Linked DNA regions of Muntiacus reevesi: region 2 is linked to region 1. A link is a contact called in public Hi-C data. All regions are on one chromosome and are shown on one strand. Each heading gives the region's core, a stretch centred on a gene start, on an enhancer-like site or on the middle of the called end of the contact. The rest is flanking DNA. Distances are from core to core; before and after follow the strand shown.

Evidence for each region. A called contact is a pair of places that touch in the nucleus more often than the background predicts.
Region 2: a Hi-C map of muscle shows a contact between it and region 1, with 2.3 times the contacts expected there. The contact joins the promoter of MAPK9 here to the promoter of CNOT6 in region 1. A contact is called at or near these places in 2 of 3 Hi-C or Micro-C datasets (blood and muscle).

Annotation. Positions count from the first base shown.
Region 1 is chr1:179,683,841-179,687,702 of mMunRee1.1, forward strand. CNOT6 (CCR4-NOT transcription complex subunit 6) reads right to left here and starts at 1,822. Exons shown (of 12, transcript XM_065917239.1): 1 at 1,442-1,822.
Region 2 is chr1:179,900,193-179,903,527 of mMunRee1.1, forward strand. MAPK9 (mitogen-activated protein kinase 9) reads left to right here and starts at 1,901. Exons shown (of 12, transcript XM_065917241.1): 1 at 1,901-2,107. It overlaps LOC136155484 (a long non-coding RNA gene), which reads right to left and starts at 1,733. Exons shown (of 3, transcript XR_010660831.1): 1 at 1,316-1,733.

The sequences.
Region 1 (3,862 bases), core at 572-3,071:
GTCTTGTTCACCTACTGAAACTGATCAGGCTCAACTACTTCAAATAACTTCCATTCATTAAAACACACTCTGCCCTCCCAAAAGAACTAATCTTTGTCAAGTACATCACTCATGTGCTCTCACACTTAACACAAAACCTGGTCCTTTCCCTCTTAACTGTAATATCTTGGGCAAGTCGCTTTAACCTAAGTTTGTTTCCTCATTAGTAGCGATTCAAAAATTTTGTTTAAAGCAAGAGGACTGTACTAGATCACTGGTCTAAAAATATTAAGCTATTTTTATTCTAATAGTCATCACATTCTAAAGAATGGAATAATTACTCTGACAGCAATTACAAAACAAGTTTTCAAAACCTTCTGATCAATGGACATAGCTCCTACAGCCTACAAAACTATTTTGGGATGATAAACTCTAGTGCATTCAGAAAAACGAAAAGTGTATTATATGCCATTTTATTTTTCACCTGTTCATATTCACTCTCTTCCTCCCCAAAATTAAAATCCCCAGACACAAAGAGGCAAGAAGATTCTGCACTACCACTAAGGGGGCAATCCACCTGGAAATAAGGATGGGAACTCATATTCAAGGAGATTATTTAAACCTCAGTTTAACACAATAATACATCAAAAAGGACAAGCAAAACGACCATTCACAACTTGGTCTTTTGCAGTTAACAGTTCAAGAATAGGTTACAGGTATTACTTAGCAAGTTCTTCAAGAAAGGTATAGAAGGAGAAGGGTCAAAAGAAAAAAAGTTACTGAAGAAAATAATGACTGGTACTTAGAAAAAAGGAGGAAAGACAAGATTTAGGTTATTAAACATAAAAGCTTCAAGTAATTGTGTCTCTGAGTCCTCAGCAATATCCTAATCTCTCCATCTGCTGCTAAGGGCTTCTTTAACCATGGCATTCCCATTCTGCCAATCCATCCCCCCTCCCGCAAAAAATAATTGCATTAAACTTAATTTTAAACACATTTGGGGGGAACAGTTTCCCGCTCTGCGGTAACTGCGAAGTTCCATACTACACTTCGCGCAATCCCACACTGCCACTTCTCCAAAGTTGCCACCCATCCTGGTCAAGAGTACCAGACACCAACTCTCCTCCTGCGAGTGACCAGAGCCAGAGTCGAGAGCCAGGGCATCCCCCAACCCCGGAGCCCCCGCTGCGTGCCCCCACCTCCGCCGTCAATCAACACCCCTCAGCCCCGGACTCTGCGCGGGGGCGCGGTCCCGGAATCTGCGGGATCGCGACAGCTGCGCATCTAAGCACCCCTCAACAGCCGCCATCTCCTCCAAGCTGCGGGCCCGCCGCCCACAAAACTTAAGGTGCTCTCGCTCCAGTGCCCCGCGCTACGGTCCCCGGGACACGACTGAGAGGGGCCCGTGCACCGCCAGTGCGAGGAGCAGCGCCCGGCTGGGCCTCGGACCGGTCTCGCTCACCTCCTGGGGTGCACCGCCTTCCTCCGCCGCTGCCGCCGCCTCCTCCCTGTGAGTGCAGCGGGGTCTGACCTGTGGAACCACCATACCAGTCCCGCCCGCAGCTGCAGCGCCGCCGTCGCCGCTCCTCTGCCGCCTTAGTCGCCGCTCTTTGTTCCCCCTCCGAGATCCACCGCGTCAGCCGCCCGCTTCAGCCTCCTCGACGGGCCGCCACTACGCCCTCCCGGCCTCTCGGCCTCCGGTCTCTCCCTTTTCGCTGCACCCACCGCTGCCTTCGCCCCCGCGCAGCCGACGCCGCCGCCACCGACGCCGCCGCCTCCTCCTCCTCCGCGTCCCCCTTGTTTTCATTGAAAGCAAACAAGCATCATGGCGGCGGCCGCCGTCCCCCTCCCCCACCTCACCCCCTCCGCAGCGAGCGAGCGAGCGAGCGAGAGAGCGCCGCCACTGACGCTGCCGCTCCAACATCCCGGGCGCCCATTGGCCACCGCCGCAGGGCGCGACCACTCAGCATCCGGGGCGGTCGCTCTCCGCTCGCAGCTTCCGCAGGCCCCGCCCTTTCTCTTCACCCTCCCGGCTCTGGGGAGCAAGTGACCGGTGCCCGCCTCTCAGGGTCTGAGTTCCCGTCTTCCCGCTCTCTTCGCTTGTTACTGCCTTGTCGTTTATACTTAATCATCTTCTTAACGCTCCTACTCTTTCCAACTAACACTTTTTTCTTCTTTTTTTTTTGGTCTCAGGCCGTTCAGTTTTGTCCCTCTCTTCTCTTTTTTCCTTGATCTTCCTCCCTTTCATTTGGCCTGTCAGTTACTTGGAAACAGGACAGGCTTTCAGACTTTTGAGCTTAGCCAGTATCTTGATCCCTCTAAAACAAGACATTTGGTCGTGAATGATTCTTCTAGCCTCAGATATGCAGAAAATAATAGTTAATGGCCCGTTTCAGTCCATAAATGGTTGTTCAGTCCAGTAAATTCAAGGACAATTCTGGTGGTGGGATCCTAGCCAGATGTAACTGTCCTGAGCTGTGTTCGAAGATCAAAATGTTCTATTAAGGTGGTGGTTGAAAATGAGCAGAGAAAGGACTGAGCTGATAGATGGTGTTTGCATGAGGGTGCATTAGTTAACTAGTGGTCAAGGCCCTGTGCTCCAAGCAGGGCAGAGAGAAGAGTCAGGCTCCAGCCTGCCAGGGGTAAGGTCACAGCATGGGGGTGAGAGGCTCGACCTGCAGACTGTTAAAATACAATAAAGATGCATGGAGCAACGGACTGGGTCAAAATTGGGAAAGGGTAGGACAAGGCTGTATATTGTCACCCTTCTTATTTAACTTACTTGCAGAGTATATATCATGTGAAATGCTGGGCTGGATGACTCCCAAACGAGTCAAGATTGCAGGAGCTGTATCAACAGCCTCAGATAGGCAAATTATACCACTCTAATGACACAAAGTGAAGAGGAACTAAAGAACCTCTTGATGAGGGTGAAAGAAGAGAGTGAAAAAGCTGGCTTAAAACTCAACCTTCAGTAAACAAAGATCATGGCATCTGGTCCCATCACTTCATGGCAAATAGAAGGGATAAAAGTGGCAGCAGGGACAGATTTTATTTTCTTGGACTCCGAAATCACTGTGGGTGGTGACTGCAGCCATGAAATTAAAAGATACCTGCTCCTTGGAAGAAAAGCTATGACAAAACTAGATAGCATATTAAAAAGCAGCAACATCATTTTGCTGACAAAGACCCCTATAGTCAAAGCTAAGGTTTTTCCAGTTGTTGTATACAGATGTGAGAGTTGGAACATAAAGAAGGCTGAGCGCTGAAAAATTGCTGCTTCGGAATTGTGGTGCTGGAGAAGACAACTGAGAGTCCCTTGGACTGCAAGGAGATCAAACCAGTCAATCCTAAAAGGAAATCAAGACTGAATATTCATTGGAAGGACTGATGCTGAAGCTCCAATACTTTGGCCACCTGATGCGAAGAGCCGACTCATGGAAAAGACCTTGATACTGGGGAATATTGAAGGCATAAGGAGAAGGAGCATCACCGACTCGGTGGACATAAATTTGAGCAAACGCTGGGAGATGGTGAAGAACAGGGGAGCCTACTGTGCTGCAGTCTATGGGGTCCCAAAGAGTCGGACATGAATTAGTGACTGACAGCAAAAACAACAAATAATGCTGAGCCCAGTAAATCAATAGTTGGGAATTTGGGCTTAATGGGGTGCTCAGGAAGGAAAACTGACCAACCTCTAGCCAGGGTCAAGATATCATTTACAAAAATTATATTACTCTGTATTATTTTACAGTCCCAGCAGCAATTTATCATGGATCCAGTTTCTCCACATCCTCACCATCATTTGTGTTATTACTATATTTATTTCTGTAATTATGAATGGTATTTGGTATGCCGTTTTATTTGGCATTTTCCTAATGAT
Region 2 (3,335 bases), core at 651-3,150, 220 kb after region 1:
TTCCTCAACTGCTTTTCCCCACCTGGCAGGCTAGATCAGCTGTCAGTCATGCCCATATGTTCCCCTCTCCCCCATCCCTGCAGTTCTCAACACACTTGTGGCAGAATCTTCTCACTTGTTAGCCTCCACTGGAATTCTGTACACTCTTCCAAGTACAGGCCAGCTCCCTGACCTCTATCCTGTCACTTCAGCTGTGTCCATAAACGTTCACTGCACGTCATAAGCCAGAAAAAAGCGGAATCCTTTCAGAAAACTACATGACATGCTCTCCTCTGATGTGTACAATGATTTTTGGAACTCACTTTGCATGGGGGTGATTGCTGCAAAGTCAGGACTGCAGTGTATCTGAGAATAGGTGCTCCTTTCTAATCTGAAAGGCACCTAGGAACGCTCCTTTGTAAACCAACAGCTCTGACAGCCAGACCTCCTTAGTTTCCCATAATCCTTGATGGTGGCAATTGTTGCTTCCTATTTTCTGTTGTGCTTCCAGAACAGAGAGCAGCATGGTTGGGTGTGGGCAGGAGCCTATCAGGTGGGCCCTCATCAGTGCAGGCTACACTCGGGAACTACAATTTCAAACGCGGATGGGCCATGCTTAGTTTTAGAAAACTCGCTCTGGTAGCCAAGACGAGGGTGGCCTAAGGGGAACTCTGTACCTGGATCCCTTCCTCTACACTACCCCTCTTCTGAGGGCCTGGTGCCCCCAGCCTGGCCCTGGGTCACAGGCTTGCCAGTCTCCCCAAATTCTGCCACTCTGCTCGGAGCCCCTTAGCCCCTTAACTTCCCCATTTGCAGAGTCCTGCTCCTTCCCTCCAGTTTGGCCCTTGCCCTGGCCACCCTATGAGGGCTGTTCCTCCTTTACAGTTCACAAGTCTCCCCATCCCCAAAGTCCTCTCGCCCCACCCACTGAGCTCTGAGATCTTCCCCAATGGGTCCAGGCTTCGTGCCTCACTTCTAGCTTTGCTAATGGAAACACGGATCTGACAACAACTCACCCATCATTTCACACCTTCAGACCTGCTGGAACCAGATCCAGAGGCTAGCCGGGGGAGATGCCTCTGAAGAAGGTCACTACCAACAAATCATAGGTCCTAAGGGCCCTCAGCACTGCACTCCATTCCCTCCCTTCTCCTCCCTCTCCTCCCTCTGCCATTCTCCTCTGAGAAGACCAGGAATGATCCTTTGTAAAACTACAGCTCTGAGAGTCAGACCTCCTGAGTTTCCCATAATCCTCGATGGTGGCAATTTTTGTTCGAGAGGCTTGAACTCTGCTCCAGGCTCACCAGCCAGTCTCCTCCTCCCCTCTGTCACTGACCTGCCGGGCCCAGGTGCCTACACATGGCCATCTTCTCCCATGCCTCGGCTTCTGGCAGCAACCCTCAAACTCCTTCACAGTGAGAAAAGGAATCCAAGGTCCGTTCCTCTCGTCTCCACGTCCTTGCCGCCTCCGCCTCCCAGTCCTGGACGCCAAGGCCCCGTCGCCCTGGCCCTCCCCTCATGGACCTTCTCCACCTTCCTCCAGACCGACTCGCCGCTGTCAGTCTGCACCTGCAAGCCCAGCGGCCAGGCTTTCGGTTCCGTCAGTCCCCTTCTCTATCGCCTCCCAGCGCGGTGTTCGGCCGCCGCATCGCGGGCGCCTGTAGAGCTCAGTCGGCGCGCCGAGCCGGGCCTGCGTCAATAAGACGCAGAGCGATCGGCAGCGCGGACGCCGAGCGCCGCTCTCCGAAGAACTGGTCAACCAGCGCCGGGCTGGCCCCACCTCTCCTCCGGAGCCGCCCGGCAGTAGCCCCAGCCCCGCGCGCGCGCGATTGGCCGCGCCCGCCCAGCTTCCCGCGCGCTGATTGGCCGGGGCACGGATCGGTCAGGCCGGGCGCCGCGGCGGCGGCTGCAGCGGAGGAGAAGCAATCCAGACCGGAAGGGTCCTAAGCGCCCCGGCGCCCCTCACACCCTTTGCGGCGGCGGCGACGGCGGCGGCGGGGCGGAGCGGAGCAGAGCGGGGCGGGGCGGCCGGCCGAGCCCGGGGCAGCGGAGCCGCGAGCAGCTAGCGCGCTGCGCCGCCAGTCCGCCCGCCAGCCCTCTCCCTCTGGCGCGGCGGCGGGGAGGCGAGGTGAGCCCGGCGGGCGGGTTAGGCCCAGCGGGGACTCTGGGACCGAGCCTCGCCGGGGAGGGGCGGCGGGAAGGCCGCGGGGCCAGGCTCCGCGGGGACAGGGGGGTGCGGAGCGGGAAGACCGAGTTCTGTGGGCCGACCGGGGTCTGCGGGGTGCTGGCGACCCCGGCCGCAGCCCCTCGTCCTCCAGGCTGCCGCAGTCACCCCCTTACGCCCGGCTGTCCTCGCCCCACAGCTGCGGGCTCGCTACCCGCTCTGGCCCCGGCAGACCTGCTGGAGGGTCTGTGGGCGCCCCCTCCCCCGCCCCGATTGTTTGGCACCCAGCTGCATACCTCCTCCCGGATGCTCAGAAGCCTGGGATCTGATTCCTGCGACCTTGGCGAAGGCACTGATCCTTGCTGTTCCTCTGTTTTCCCCTCGGCAAAGTGGGGGAAATGTCTCCCCTTTTTGGACAGGGTTGTTGTCAAGCTCTCTGAATGTGTGTGAAAGCCCCTGGGCAGGAGCCCGCCCGGTGCACACTTGTGGAAAAATGGGCGGGATACTGCTTGCTGGTTTGAGTGTAGCAGAGTCCGCCCAGAGTCCTCCATCCTCGTGCTCCCCAAGTGCCTTGTCATTGCATACTCAGTGCCCAGCAGTGCCTGAGCGGGCCCTGACCAACTCACCCCCGATAAGTCCCCCAACCCGGAGCACTGGTCTCCTAACCTACGCATCTTACTGGCCTTGAACATTCAGCCCTGTTTACCTCAGGACCTTTGCATTTGTATCCAGTGATTGGAGTTGCCTCCCAGATCTTTGCAGAGCTGACTCCTTCTGGTCCTTCTCCTCACATGTTTCAATTTACAGTATGCTGTTCTTGACCACCCTTTTTATTCCTTTAGTCATTCTGTCTCATTATGTTAATTTTCTTTCCAGTATCTGGTTTGAAACTATTCTATTGATTTGCCTGTTTATTTTCTGTTTCTCCCATTAGGATTATAGCTTTATGAAAACAGGTAGTTGTCTGATTTGTCCACTGCTTTATCCCCAGTGCTTAGAAAGCACACAGTAAGTATTCAGTAATATTAGTTAAGTGAGTGAATGAATGAATGAATGACCCTGCCAGCCTGTTGCCTCTGCTTTCTCTGTTTAGTGACTTCTGACTAACTTGTGAAACTTGTATGCAGATGGTAGGTTGCTTTAGTTTTGTGAAACATTTTGATGTCCTTGACCCCTTTATTTGGTAACTATC